Linked DNA regions of Mus musculus: region 2 is linked to region 1. Evidence: chromatin contacts called from public promoter capture Hi-C data. All regions are on one chromosome and are shown on one strand. The core of a region is the stretch at or near the end of the contact, and the rest is flanking DNA. Distances in the headings are between cores, read along the strand shown. Region 1 holds the start of Sh3glb2 (SH3-domain GRB2-like endophilin B2). Region 2 holds the start of Plpp7 (phospholipid phosphatase 7 (inactive)).

Region 1 (3,675 bases), core at 882-3,381:
GGCCACTCTGCCCCTGGCGCCTGCTTCACAGTCTTTGGCTGTTTCGGACACAACTCTGGGGCCCTCTATGAGGGACGCCACCCTGAAAAAAAATCACTCTTGGAGAAGGGATCTTGTCCTTAGGTTTCAAGTTGGGGAGGCCTTGCTCCCTTTGGGATGCAGGTGAGATGAGTCTCTCAAAATTATCACTGGTCCACACAGGGAATGTGTGCTTGTGTGTCCTGGTGCCTGGCACAGGGACACTGACCCATCGGAGCTGTTACACCTTAGTAATAAAGAACACCTCCATCTTCCTGATGCCTCCCTCCCATGGTAGACGCGTCTCTAGGTCACACTACAGGTGCCTGCCGCCTCTGCTACCTAGTGCCTTGTCTTCAAAGGGGAAGGGGATGGTGCCTGAAACAGTCCAAGGCAGTTACCAGCAAAATGGCATCAGCAGGAGGGTGGGTGTGTGGAGCACAGAAAGTCTCTATTTATAACACTCCCAGCTCCCTCCTCCACCCCAGCCTGGGCCTGGGCCCTGGCTGCAGCTCCAGTGTGACCTGTGTGCCTGCCCCTATCAGGCAGAGTGAGGCCTGGAAGCTGTATGCCACCACTACCTCCGAGTCCTCTCTGTGGGCCTGGCCAGGTCAGATGGCAAGACCCAGCAGTGACAGGAAAGCTGCAGATCAGGTTCTTCCCAGATGTGTGAGATAGTGTGGTTGCCATGCCAACCCTGGGACAGGCTTTCCCCCTCATGCAAGAGACAGAGGAGGCTCAGAGGCCCTCGTATTCTCTCTAGTGCTGGGGTTGCCCACCAAGCTTGGACAGGGAGTGGCAATCCGCACTGGGACACTCAGCCTCAGGGGAGACCTGTGCTTTCTAGTAAACACGACCACATGGGCCTCTGAGGGGGAGAGGAGGAGGCTGCGCCTAGCAGGTCAACAAGGGCAGCATACAGAACTTATTCCTGGGGTACTGAGATGGGTTAGACCAGGGGTACAGAAACCTCAGGAACCCCACCCCCGGCCTTGGAGCAGACAGGGCCTCCCAGCTGAGCCTCATACCTGCTTTACAGAAGGCAGAGTGAGGCTCAGATGGCTTGTCCAAGGTCACTGCAGGATGCACAGGTGCACTTAGCCTCAGCAACTGCACTTGCAGCCAACCCAGGAAAGAGGGCCACTCACCCCATTTCTCAGAGCGAGAAACAGAGGCCCTGAAGTAAAGCTCTCCTGTCCCCCAAGGTCATGAGGAGCATTACCATCCATATCCTGACTCCAGCCTTTTGCTGAGACATGAATTCGCCTCAGTTTCTCTTTCTTCTACCAAATGTTTAGGACTTGTTCCAATATCAGCATTACCGGCCTGGACAGAACCCAAAGAGCCTGCCAGATCCTAGCCTTCTGACATCCTTTAGGCCTGGGAAGTAAAAGGAAACAAGCCTCCCGCAGAGCAGAAAGGAAATAACTCCTGGCTTCCGGCCTGACTCCCCAAGCGTGTGAAAGGGACTGGATGCAACCATTAGCACCAACCTGCCCATTGCACGGGTATGGAGACTGAGGCTCGCAAAAGAGATTGGGGTATTTTTGTGTGGCCCTCAACCTGCCAGCCTGGCCTGGGGCGGGGGAGGGGAGGAAGGCAGACTAGTGCAGAGAGGCCTGAACCACCCAGTGGGCATCCACCTCCCGGGCTGTGCAGGCACCAGGGCAGTGGGCAAACTTGTCAGTGTAAACGGGCACTGCCAGGCGCCCAGGCACCGGAGCCCAGGCCCCCATGGGTTCCGGGCCATAGTGGGGTGCAGCTGACCTCGCTGGGAGCTCCCCTGAGCAGCTCGGGGACAAGAGAACAGGGGCCCTAGCTGTACCCAGAGCGCACAGCCGCTGCTGCAGGAAAGGGGCTCCTGCTGCAGAGAGCCTGCCCGCCCGCCCGGGGCGCGCTCCACATCCGGGCCCCATGAGCGGCGTCGTGCCAGGCCTCACCTGCACCGCCCGAGTGAAGAAGATGCCCGCGTCCGACGCCAGCTTCTTCATGTTGAAGTCCATGGCGCGCCCGTACGCAGGGCCGCCACGCCGGCCCCAGAGCAGCCGGCAGCCCCCCGCCCCGCCTCACGCACCCCGCCGCACCCCGCCCACCTGCTGCCTGCGCCCGCCCTCTGCGCGCGCGCGTCCGCGGCCGAGCCGAGCCGAGCGCGGGGCGGGGCCAGGCGCGCGGGGCGGGGCTTTGGGGAGCGCTGCTGCCCCTGCCGGCCGCGGGCCCCACCAGCGGGCTGTTCGCTCTAATCAACGTTTTACTAAACCGGTTTCCGTGCACCCTGGAGGTCTCTGCGGATGCACTGTAACACTATACTATTGATTATTTTGGTAATTCATTATGCAAATTTTAGTTTTTTTTTTTTAAATAGTTGGGAATATATTCGTTTAAAACAGGGTCTCTCCAGGCCCCTCCTGGCCTAGAACGCCAAATGTAGACCAGGCTGGCATCCAATTCACAGAAACTTCTGCTGGGATTAAAAGTGTGCACCACATCTACCCGTTTTTGTTTTTGTTTGCTTTCCTGTTTTCATTTTTTCCCCCTCTGTGTGTGGCTGTATATTTGTGTTTGTGTCTGTGTGTTCGCTTGCGTGTGCATGAGCACAGGGTGTCGCCGTGACCATGACATTGCAGGGATACTCGCATCACACTGGCCATGGGAGCCCGCGGCCCATGCTTCTGGAATTTACATGACTTAATTTATTTAGGTTCTCAAGGCTGTACAGTTAAGTTCTTTAACCATGGAGCTGTCTTCCCAAACCTGTTTTTGCTTTTAAATGTTATTTTATGTTTTATTATGAGTGTGTGTTTGCGTGTGAGAGCACATGCATGTGAGACAGGGGACACAGAAAGCTGTAGCATGGATGTGGAGATCAGAGAACAACTTTCTAGAGTCCCCTCTTCTTCTTGTATATGAGTTCTGTAGTCCTGAAGATCAAACTCGGGGCAAGCTCCATGACTCGCTGAGCCATCTCTCCGGCCTCCTTTTATTTTGTTTGTTAATTTTTAAAATGTGTTTATGTGTAAGGGTGTTTTGCTTGCATGTACTATGGATTCTATGTGTGTAGTGCCCTCAGACACCGGAAGAAGGTGTTGGATCCCCTGGGACTGACATTACAGATGGCTGTGAGCCACCATCTGAGAGCTGGGAACAGAACCCAGGACCTCTGAAAGAGCAGCCAGTGCCCTTGACTGCTAAGCCATCTCTCCAGCCCCTCCCTCCTTTTCAGATTTATTTCTGTTTTTATTTGTGTGTATGTGAACACACACCACATGTTTACAGAGACCAGAGGAGGGGGTCAGATCTGGCAGAGCTGCAATTAAAGGCAGCTTTGAGAAGCCTCACACGGAGGCTGGGAACCAAATTCTGGTCCTGTGAAAGAACAGTGTGTGGGCTTGACCTCCGATGCACTTTTGCCTGCTTTGTTGTTGTTGTTTATTGGTTTGGGTTTTTTTGGTTTTGGGTTTGGTCTTTGCTGCAAGGTCTCTCTCCTGCAGCCCAGGCTGCTCTCAAACTTAATACACAGTTGAAGACGGGCACGGCTTCTCCATCTTCCTGTTGGAATCACAGGTGTCGCTTCCTAGCTGTAAATTATGTATGCAGCAGGCACAGGGCACAGAGTGACAACTGGGTGTGTGCCATTTCAGTGGAATAATGAAGGCAAGC
Region 2 (3,675 bases), core at 463-2,962, 1.7 Mb after region 1:
TGAGGGACATCTCATTCAAACCTCTCTCTTTCTCTGCAATTTACTATTTATTCTTTTTCTTTGACTTGTTTTATTACTTAATAAACTCATTTATTTAAAACCAAAAGTATAGGCCGGGAGTGGTGGCGCACGCCTTTAATCCCAGCACTCAGGAGGCAGAGGCAGGCGGATTTCTGAGTTCGAGGCCAGCCCGGTCTACAAAGTGAGTCCCAGGACAGCCAGGTCTATACAGAGAAACCCTATCTCGAAAAACCAAAAATAAATAAATAAATAAATAAATAAATCCAAAAGTATGTCTATTATTGTTTGTTCTCTAGACCAGTCAGAAGAACTTGTCTAAAGTCCAGGATGAGGAAGCTCACATGCCTTGTTGCCACACCCAGGAGGGAAGATATGATGTGGTCTGGGCTCTCCCAGTCCAAGCTTGGTCTGAATTAAACACTAAGAGAGGAGACATAGGGTGGTCCCTACTTCATCTGTCTCAGCTGTATGCAACTGGGATTTGCAAGGAACCCCACATTAAGGGCTCTTGGATACTGGCCTCACCTCAGCCAAGAATGGGGACAAAGGCAGGCCATGGGCTGGGTCCTTTTGAACGAACAAGGACTTTGTTCCATATCACATGGAGTCCCACAGAGCACTGTGAGCAGAACAATTACTCAGCGTTTTACAAACTTCTATTTGAGTGCCTTGCACAACTGTAAGAAGTGGGCACTATGATGCCTGTGTTACAGTTAGAAACCCTAAGGTTCGGGAAAGAGGCAGGCTGAGCGAAGCCTTCCAGCTGATATGAGCTGATGTGAGAGGCTCTGACTCTGGAGCCTGCAGGCCTATCTGCTGTGGCTGGAGACAACAGAACCTGAGTTGGCTTCTTGTCCTTAAGACGCTCTGGGGTGGTCTTTGTGCATAAACTCTGGGTCTTGGACTGAGCGGGACAGACGGACAAATCATAATCCCGATGTGATGAGCCCCGGGCAGTCACTTCTGTCAATCTCCAAGAGGCAGATCTCTTCCCAGTTAATTACCCATCTGTCTAACAGAAGGCCAGTTTCACAACAACCATTTAAATGCACCACAGTTTACAACAGCAAAATCAACACTGTATTTTTAAAAAAGGAGGAGGAGAAGAAGGAAGAAGGAAGAAAGAGAGGGAGAGGGGAGAGAAGGGTGAGGGAGAGGGGAGAGAAGGGTGAGGGAGAGGGAGAGGGAGGAGAGGGAGAGGGGAGAGGGAGGAGAGGGAGGAGAGGGAGGAGAGGGAGGAGAGGGAGGAGAGGGAGGAGAGGGAGAAGAGGGAGGAGGAGGAGAGAAGAAGAAGAAGAAGAAGAAGAAGAAGAAGAAGAAGAAGAAGAAGAAGAAGAAGAAGAAGAAGAAGAAGAAAGAAGAAGAAAGAAGAAGAAGGAGGAGGAGGAAAGAAGAAAGGGGATAGTTGACTTAGCCCTAGAGACCCAACATAGAGTGCTCTCAGTGACATCAAAATTCCCCTACAGTCCCTGGGATTAAAGTACCCACTGCCCAGCCAGGGGAACAAGAGGACCTGGCTATGAAGGATCTGCCCTGGTCAAAGCTGGTCAAAGTGTAGCTGGGAAAAGCAGGTGTTAATTTAGAGTCCATCTCTGCTAGGGCCAGAGACCAGAACGGGAAGCAAAGGGTGAATCAAGAACAATGGACTACATTTCCCAGAGTTCTTCAGAGCCCAAGGACCAGCCATTGGCAGATTTAAATAGCCCAGGCCCGAGGCAGCCAGGCCTCAGCTGTGGATTCATCTGCCTGTCCGTGGCTCTATTGGCGCTGGCCCTGTAAGGGTGGGCTCTATTGACTGCCCAGCTGTCATTGACGTCCCCAACGGAGCCGGGTGGCAGCTGGAGGTAAATAGCCATGTGCAAGTCTCCTCTCTATATTTAACAGCTGCTACAGAGAAGGTGGTGGCTCCTGTCTTCTGGGAGAAGGCCCTTGGAACTGGGCTGGGACTGGCCTTCTCATAGTAAGTGAGGTCACCATGCCAGCTTCCCAGAGCCGGGCCCGTGCCAGGGATCGCAACAATGTCCTCAACCGGGCTGAGTTCCTGTCCCTGAACCAGCCCCCCAAGGGGACCCAGGAGCCCAGAAGCTCAGGTAGGAAGGCCTCGGGGCCCTCAACACAACCCCCACCCTCCAGCGACGGGGCACGGGAGCGTCGCCAGTCACAGCAGCTGCCCGAGGAGGACTGCATGCAGCTGAACCCCTCATTCAAGGGCATCGCCTTCAACTCCCTGCTGGCTATTGACATCTGCATGTCCAAGCGACTGGGGGTGTGTGCCGGCCGGGCTGCATCCTGGGCCAGCGCCCGCTCCATGGTCAAGCTCATTGGCATCACAGGCCACGGCATTCCTTGGATCGGGGGCACCATCCTCTGCCTGGTGAGAAGCAGCACCCTGGCTGGCCAAGAGGTGCTCATGAACCTGCTGCTAGGTGAGTGTGCCCGCGGCCATCTGTCTGTCACCCGGCCCGCCAGGCCTTCTGGGAGCCGGCCCAACCCCTTCCAGGATCATCAGGCTCTGTGAGAAACCAAGGAACTCGTGTAATGAGGCTAGGCAGAAAGGGTGCCCCAGAAATGGACAAGCCTCTAGTGTGGGGAGGCAAGGGCCCCCTGCAAATTGGGGGGGGGGAGCGGAGGGCTGGAGCATGCAGAGGCCAGCAGGCACCTCTGGGAATCAATTCTCTGTACAGGGGTGCTGTCCAGGGGCAGAGTACAAAGAGGTCAAGGGGTGAATTTGGGGGCTCTGCTGAGTGGCCTAGTGTGATGTCTTGGTCAGGTTGTTATTCCTAACCAGTTACAGACACTACTGAACTGACCCCAAATTTTCCCCTCTTTCATGCTCAGCTAGAGACCCTACAAATTGCCTAGGATTCTTCTAGAGTCTAAAGGTTCAAGGGACCCACCTAAGGTTTCCTATTACCCACTCTGAGCCACTTGGAGCACTAGCCCGCTCCTCCCCCTGGGATGCCTTTGGAGAAAGGAGCCTGGTTGTCAGTTTCCTTTGCCAAAGTCATTGCCACTAGCCCTCCAAACCAACACTGCCAGGTTCCAGTTGCCATGTGGTACCCATGTGGAAAGCAAGCCATTCCTTCTACCTAGAGATGGTACCCAGCCCCCACCCCACTCATCCTCCTAGCACCTCCTGGTCCCTAGGGTCCTCTGAGAACCTTTGCTCATCCCTGGGAAACACAGGCAAAGCCAACTCCTCCAGTTCTAGAGAGTTCCAGTGAAAACCCTTGTGCCCCTACATCCACTTTCAAAGCATCTAGAGCCCCAGCTCCACGTGGGTACAACCCAGGAGGAAGAAGCTATCACAGTCTTGACAAGCAGGTGGCCGGGTCCGCCCCCACCCAAGGCCCTTACTCTGATGCCTGTGCCATCAACTTTGTTACTGTTTTCTCCCAGCTTGTCCCAAGAGGCTGCTGTCCCTGACACTCCCATCTGACAGATTAGAAAACTGAGATGCCAGTAAATCAAACAGACTATACAACCTCAGAGCCTGTTGTCTCTGACAGTCCCAACTGTCAGACAAACCACTGCCTCGCACAGTGCCCAATTCAGATCTGGGGGTGGGGGAGTCGGGGTGGGGGGAGTCCGGGAGACAACAGGTGGCCAAGGTACTGGAACAGAAGTTTCTAGAACAGAACCTGTTCTGGCTAT

What was found. Promoter capture Hi-C pulls out the DNA fragments that hold promoters and counts their contacts.
Region 2: a promoter capture Hi-C map of liver shows a contact between it and region 1, with 3 times the contacts expected there. The contact joins the promoter of Plpp7 here to the promoter of Sh3glb2 in region 1. A contact is called at or near these places in 2 of 39 promoter capture datasets (both in liver) and 1 of 115 datasets of contacts at active chromatin or transcription factors (embryonic forebrain).

Annotation. Positions count from the first base shown.
Region 1 is chr2:30,357,185-30,360,859 of GRCm38.p6, forward strand. Sh3glb2 (SH3-domain GRB2-like endophilin B2) reads right to left here and starts at 2,132. Exons shown (of 12, transcript NM_001289709.1): 1 at 1,959-2,132. The coding sequence starts at 2,021.
Region 2 is chr2:32,093,816-32,097,490 of GRCm38.p6, forward strand. Plpp7 (phospholipid phosphatase 7 (inactive)) reads left to right here and starts at 1,713. Exons shown (of 2, transcript NM_145521.4): 1 at 1,713-2,447. The coding sequence starts at 1,997.